Linked DNA regions of Oryctolagus cuniculus: region 1 is linked to region 2. Evidence: chromatin contacts called from public Hi-C data. All regions are on one chromosome and are shown on one strand. The core of a region is the stretch at or near the end of the contact, and the rest is flanking DNA. Distances in the headings are between cores, read along the strand shown.

Region 1 (3,477 bases), core at 764-3,263, 40 kb before region 2:
AAGAGTCAAAGGGAGCACAGAAACAAGTCTAGTACCTGCTAACACTAACCGATAGAATAAATAAAGGGGAGAGTGATCCAACATGGGAAGTGAGATACTCAGCAGACTCATAGAATGGCAGATGTCCTAAATAGCACTCTGGCCTCAGAATCAGGCCTAAAGGCATTCGGAGCTGGCTGAAAAGCCCATGAGAGTATTTCAGGCATGGAAAGCCAAGACACTCTGGCAAAAGATCTCTGTGAGTGAGATCTCAGTGGAAAGAACAGGTCTTCAAAGAAGGAGGTACCTTTCTCTGAAGGGAGGAGAGAACCTCCACTTTGACTATGACCTTGTCTAAACAAGATAAGAGTCGGAGAACTCAGAGGGCTTCCATAGCCTTGGAAACTCATGACTGGAGCATAGGGAGATTACTGATGCCATAGACAGGAGTGTCAATTGGTAAAGTCAACAACAAGAGTCACTGTGCACTTACTCCTCATGTAGGATCTCTGTCCTTAATGTGCTGTGCATTGAGATTTAATGCTATAACGAGTACTCAAACAATATATTTCACTTTGTGTTTCTATGGGGGTGCAAACTGTTGAAATCTTTACTTAATGCATACTAAACTGATCCTCTGTAAAAAAAAAAAAAAGAAAAAAAGAAAAGAAATTATCAACTCCCAACTTGACTCTCACTGGGATTAAACATGACAATAGGTCTGATCTGATTTCATCATCATTTAAAAAAAATCATCTATTATTTTTCACTTTATGTTTCTGTGTGGGAGCAAACTGCTGAAATCCTTACTTAATGTATACTAAGCTGATCTTCTGTATATTAAGATAATCGAAAATGAATCTTGATGTGAATGGAAGGGGAGAGGGAGTGGGAAAGGGGAGGGTTGTGGGTGGGAGGGATGGTATGGGGGGGAAGTCATTGTAATCCATAAATCGTACTTTGGAAATTTATATTCATTAAATAAAAGTTAAAAAAAAAAAAGTTTGGTAAGTGAATCCATATCATACCTTACATTGGGCTGACATGGCATGGAGAGCCTTTAGTAAGGTCTTTTTTTTAAGATTTATTTATTCATTTGAAAGAGTTACAAAGAAGCAGGGGCAGAGATAGAGGTCTTCCATACGTTGGTTCACTCCTCAAGTGGCTGCAACAGCTGGAGCTGTGCTGATCTGAAGCCAGGAGCCAGGCACTTCTTTCGGGTCTCCCACACGGGTGCAGGGGCCCAAGGACTTCTACTGCTTTCCCAGGTCATAGCAGAGAGCTGGATCAGAAGTGGAGCAGCCGGGACTCGAACCAGTGCCCATAAGGGATGATGGCACTGCAGACTGCAGGCAGCAGCTTTACCTGCTCCGCCACAGCACCAGCCCCTAGAAAGGTCTTTTGAATACTCTTATCTATTTCTGCTACCAAGGCTTATTCCCTTGGTGCCTTGGCCGATCATTCCTGCATCATAATTTATACACACTTCTTCACCTGTGCCAACCGCATCTACACTGGCCCTCTTCAATGACAATTTTTATAGCTGATTATTTCTTTAGAACTTATTGAGCTGATTCCAGCATTGTGAAAATTATTACAGCATTTAGAAACCATTTAACTTGCTGCTTTTCATCTCATACTTTGCTTTTTCAATTTCCATTCCCATTTCTGAATCTTGACGTTTCTAAGTGTCTGGGATCATCTGGGCTCTGAGACATTCACATTCTACTCTATGGAAATCACTCTGCTCACCAAATTTCAGCTATTCAGCTTCTTTAATAGTTAGACTCTTACATGACAATCCCCAAGATCACTCCCTTGGCTGGGGCCTTATTCCACCTCTTGCCTATAATCAAAGTGCTTTGAAAGGCAAGTGTCCTCTAAGGCCACAGAACATATCCCAAAGAACTGCCTGACCTAGTTCTAGAATGTCACTCCAGATGGATTTCAGCCAGTGGCGACCAATATATGAAGCACCGTTATTTCAGCCACTGCGCCTCACTTCCAGGAACAGCCTCCTCTCTGAGAGGCCAGCCGAAAGCACTGCCTGAGCCAGCGATCACACGCTTGGGCTGAGCGCAGCCGCTGCCAGCTGCTCAGGTTAGCCAAGGCAGTCAGCCTGGAACTCTGGCTTCTCCCTTGAAAATAAAGCGGCTGGGCTAGGTCGCCTCTCCCTTGCCCTCCAGCTCTAAGGTTCTAGAATCCCATGGAGTATTTCTACGCTGGGTGGATGGAGAGGCATGATTGATTATCAGATGTCAAAAACTGAGCATCAGCTCTTAGGTAATTCTTCAGTCTTTTGCTACACAGTGTATTTTGCATGGTCTGGCAACTCCCAGAGAAAACCTTAGAGATTAAAACATGGCCCAGCGGTTCGAAGCTCACATCCCACACTATGGGGCCTGGGTCTGAGTCCCAGCTCTGGCTTCTGAATCCCATGGCATGCTAATGCAGAAGCTGGGAAAAGTAGTGGTGATAACTCCAATTACCCCACATGGGAAAACTACATTGAGTTTCCGGCTGTCATCCTGGGTCCTGGCCAGCGGGGCTGTTAGGGCATTTGGAGAGTGAACCAGCAAATGTGAGCTCTCTGTCTCTCTTCCTCTCTCTCTCTCACTCTCTCTCTATGCCTTTCAAATAATTTTTAAAGATTTATTTATTTATTTGAAAGGCGGAGTTACAGAGAGGCAGAGAGAAAGAGAGAGAGAGATATCTTCCAGCCCCTGGTTCACTTCCCCAAATGGCCGCAATGGCCAGGGATAGGCCAGGCCAAAGCAAGGAGCCAGGAGCTGCATCCGTGTCTCCCACATGAGTGCAGGGACTCGAACACCTGGGCCATCTCCCACTGCTTTCCCAGGCGCATTAGCAGGGAGCTAGATCAAAAATGGAGCACCCAGCACTCAAACCAGTGCCCATATGGGATGTCGGCGCTGAAGGTGGCAGCTTAACCCACTATGGCACATTATTGGCCCCTTAAATAAAATATTTTTAAAATTGAAGTTCATAGGAAGAAACAATTGTGGTTTTGTTTTGTTTTGTTTTGTTTGAAACAATTGGAAGATAAAATTTTAAAAATAAATAAATAAAGTATAACCCAAACCAGCAATTCCACTTCTAGAAATAAATACTTATATACACAGATTAGGTTGTACACAACTGTTCATAGTAGCATCATTCATTGATAATAGTTAAAAGGTGGACACAACTCAAATGTCTATCAACTAATAAATGCATAAGCAGATTTTACTAGCTCCACGTGATGAAATATTATTCAGCCATCAAGACAGATGAAGTACTGATACATACGACCACATGGATGAACCCTGATAACACTGCTAAATGAAAAAGGCCAGTCACAAATTCACAAATTGTATTATTTCACTCCTCTGAAATGTTCACAACAGGGCAATCTATAGAGATAGAAAGCTGTTTTGTGGTAGCTTAAAGTTGGGAGTGGGAGGATGAGGATGAGAGACCAACGTCCATCAACTTCCGAAT
Region 2 (3,612 bases), core at 275-2,774:
AATGGCAAGAAGAAAGCTCTGCTCCCCTCCCCTCCCCCCCAGGAGTATGCTGAGATTGGGGGTTGGGGAGGGGGAGGCGTCGAGGCTGCCCTGGAACTGTGGTCTCCAAACAACAGCAAAATGGATTCTATATCGCCGATATCTCAGTCGACAGCATGCCACGGCGTCTGAGGTAATGCACGCGGAGGTTCAACGCCAAGCCGCGGGCTGCGGGAGGGAGGTGCTCCACAAAGGACCGGCCGCAGACGCGGGGAAAACACACACACTCCAGGGAGTTCCGGTCCGACTGCGAACAGCGGCAAACCCATCCCTTTCACCTGCCCAAGTTCAGCCATAAAGCTGACATGCCACAGCCACAAAGTCGGAAAGCACAGGCAGGGCTGGGTTAAAGCCATAAATAAAGGTGAGTGGCAGGCTGGCGTGGAAGGAGGCGCGGAGCCGGAGCCCGGGCGCGCCAGGCGGGGGCGGGGGGAAGGGGCGGCCGCTGCCATCTATGAGACCCGCATAGCAATAACTGCCCCCGTGGAGCAGCAGGCTCGGCCTCGCCGGGCCGGCCAGGCTCACGGTGTCATCTCGCAGGTAGCTGGCGAACGTGAGGGGCCAGCGCCTGTATGCGCGCTGCTCTAGTTTCTGCAGCAAGGGACAGTCGGGTCCCGCGCCCTGGCACGAGACGACCGCCCGGAGCGTGCACACACGCGCGCGCGCGCTCACACACGCACACACGCGCGCACACACACACACACAGAGGCTCGCGTTCTAATGCTCTTACACTGCTCTAAGATGAAACTGCCATAAGCTCCACAAGCAGTTTCGGGGGATCGTCGGCCACAGCCAACGGGGGGGACACGTTCCGCACAACCCTTGCCATAGAGGCTCAGCCCGGAGCGCCTCGGCAACCCCGAATCCAAGCGCGAATCCGGGGTCGGTCCCCGTCGCATTCTCCCGCAGCTGCCCGTCAGCCCCCAGACCACACACCGACCCCATTCTCCCCCACCCACCCACCCCAACCCCGCCCCCCGGACCCAAACCCCTGGGAAGAAATGCGAAAAACGCGTTCTGCTCACCCTCAGAGCCGAGAGATCGATTTCATCCAGGCTGCGAGCCGGGGAGTCGCTCGCCATGTCTACTTCTTCGCCCGAGAAATGGACCAAAGCCACCCCAAAGCTTCTCCCTTGGAAATTCCACCTTGGTCTGTTTCACTCGCGTCCTCCTGCGGGTGTCGAGCCAGAGGCCCCGGGCCCAGCCTCCCCCGCCCACCCCGGCCCCTCAGCGCCCGATCTCAAGCCTCCGTGCGCCGGTCCGCCGGGTCCGGGAGCCCAACCTGCGCGGATCTCCAAGCCCGGAGCCGCGGTGCGTGTGGGCTGCGCGCCCCGATCGGCTAAGGGCGCTGGAGCTGCGTGGGTGTATTTAAATGGGACATGCTTCTTTGCTTGTGCGTGGATGGCGGCTGCATTGGCTGTTATAATGAGACACATCAACTCCTCCACTCAGCTGGGGGGTGGGGGTGGAGAACCACACAGAACTGTCTATCACCGCTTCCTGGGAGGAGTAAAGGGGGGAGGCGGAGGAGGCGTGGTCTCCGACTGGGGAGAGGCCGCGCTTCCTGACCCGGTCCCTCGACACCAGCGTGGATGGGGGAGGGGCGCGCACCCTCCCGCCCAGGCTCCTGCGGGCTAATCGGGGCGGATCGGCGGGGCAGTCCCTGACCCTTGCCGGGCTTATCGCGGGGGCTCAAGCTCTTTTTTTGTGTGTCCAACTCGGGCATTGCAGCAAAATGGCTCTTTCCTCGCCTCTTGGGTTTTCTCGGTGGGATTCAAATGCTCTAGAGCTGGGGGGGCGCAGAAAGGGGAAAAGAAAAAGACAGCGACGCCCTCCCTCCCCCATTAATTATTTGTGGGGCTCGAGTAAGGCGGGCTGGTGCAACCGGTGCATATAAGGACTTGTGTGCAGGGAAGGGGATCCGCCTCCAGGCGTGGAACGAGCCCGGGAGAAGCGCGCACGCACGGCGCGTCCGGCCTGGCGCTTCTGTAATCTGCAGCGGCCCGGGGGTCGGGTCCACCCGCAGTAACCGATATGCCGGACTGCGCCGGTCCCAAGTTGCCGGTCCCTCTGCGGGAAAGCTAGGGAATCAGAGCTCCCTTTCGGATCGCCACACCCAGGACCAGCTCGTGCCGCAGTTCCCCACGAATCGGAACGTAGAAGCTCGTTCTCCGGGCGCAATAGCTTCCAAGCCATCAGGTAACTCCAAAGCCAATGCTGCTTAAGCCAAGCTCGCCGCCCGCGGCCACGGCGTTTCTCTTCCCGGCCGCGTTTCCGCGGGGATCCACCCCAGTGGATGGCGAAAGTTTGACCCGCGGATGAGATGCCAGATGGGCTGGCGAGCGCGCGTTCACCGCACCCACTTTCTCGTTCAGAGGTGGGATGTTTACGGTGGCGAACGTGACATTCTGTCATCGGGAGTGCCAAATCGCCTCCCTCGCCGCGCAGCCTTCCTCTCCGGCCCGAGCCACGGGAAATGCATCGCAAGAAATCGTTGAAAACTGACTTGCTTTCCCCCGCCCCCTTTAAGTACAGCAGAGGCGTCGCGAGCGTTCCTAGCCCCTCTGTTAAGGCAGGAATTCGCTTCTGGCCAAGTGCGCTGAGCCATTCTAAGTCATGTAGTGTGAATATGAGCCTCAGAATAAGGCGAATGAATGAATGAATGAATGAAAGCAAACCAGTGCAGCTAGTGCATCTCGCCTGCCTGCATGCATCAGAGGACTTTGAAACAACAGTCGGTGTACGCTTCACTGTGTGTGTTCATAATACTGTGCTGATGAAGTGCCTTGTGGATCATACACCCTGAAACCTGCAAATGGACTCAATATCGCAACGGTTTGGGTGCTTTGGCTTTTTAACGTTATACGTCAAACGTTTAAACCTGCTATATGACAAACATTTTACTTCTCATTTCCAATAAAATCTTCTAGTTCCATGCACTAAACGACAGTGCGCTAAGCCACCAACTGATGTCAAGATGACATAAAAATACTGTCATTGCCCATCATCACCCTTGTTTTTCCTTCTACTCCTGCTTTTCTTACACTCTAGCTAGATAACAGATTAATGTATTGTCTTAATGGTGAAGGAAAAGCAAATCAGGTACTGATATTTATAAACAACTACAGTTTGTAACTTCAGACATATGAAAACCTACATTTTTTTCCCATGGAAAATCTTCACTTTATAGCCCAGGTTTTACTTGAAATATCACAAACAGATGGAGTCTTGTGATGACAGCAAGCTGTTCAGGCCAGGAGAGGGCCATGATACTGGCATCCAATTCTACCCCCTGGGTTTAGAATTAGGTTAGAAAATTGTAGATGCAGGTCCGTGATAGGGACCACGCAGAGGAATGCTTGGGAGAGCAAGAGAGAGCCAGGGGAAGGCGGGAGGGCTGGCCACCGGAAGTACAGTAAAAGGAAGGATTGCAATAGCCAAGACACTCCAGCTGGAAAGGGAAGGTGAAGAGGAGAAGACCCAGGCCGCTGGGGCTGAAGTAACAAGGGGGACTGTTCCCACTGGAGAAGGCGGCAGAGGTTATCCCAGACAACAGCTTTGCAAGCCCATGAA

What was found. A called contact is a pair of places that touch in the nucleus more often than the background predicts.
Region 1: a contact with region 2 is called in a Hi-C map of embryonic fibroblasts, with 2.0 times the contacts expected there. The contact joins the enhancer-like site here to the promoter of TNIK in region 2. A contact is called at or near these places in 2 of 6 Hi-C or Micro-C datasets (embryonic fibroblasts and psoas muscle).

The regions. Positions count from the first base shown.
Region 1 is chr4:108,878,282-108,881,758 of mOryCun1.1, reverse strand. The region is part of intron 1 of TNIK (TRAF2 and NCK interacting kinase); the gene reads right to left. Among named protein-coding and RNA genes, the nearest start is that of TNIK, 40 kb to the right of the region's middle. Within about 2 kb of position 2,013, at least 1 of the 8 cell types and tissues checked has an H3K27ac peak or open chromatin away from gene starts, as enhancers often do.
Region 2 is chr4:108,837,782-108,841,393 of mOryCun1.1, reverse strand. TNIK (TRAF2 and NCK interacting kinase) reads right to left here and starts at 1,524. Exons shown (of 33, transcript XM_017346921.3): 1 at 1,065-1,524. The coding sequence starts at 1,121.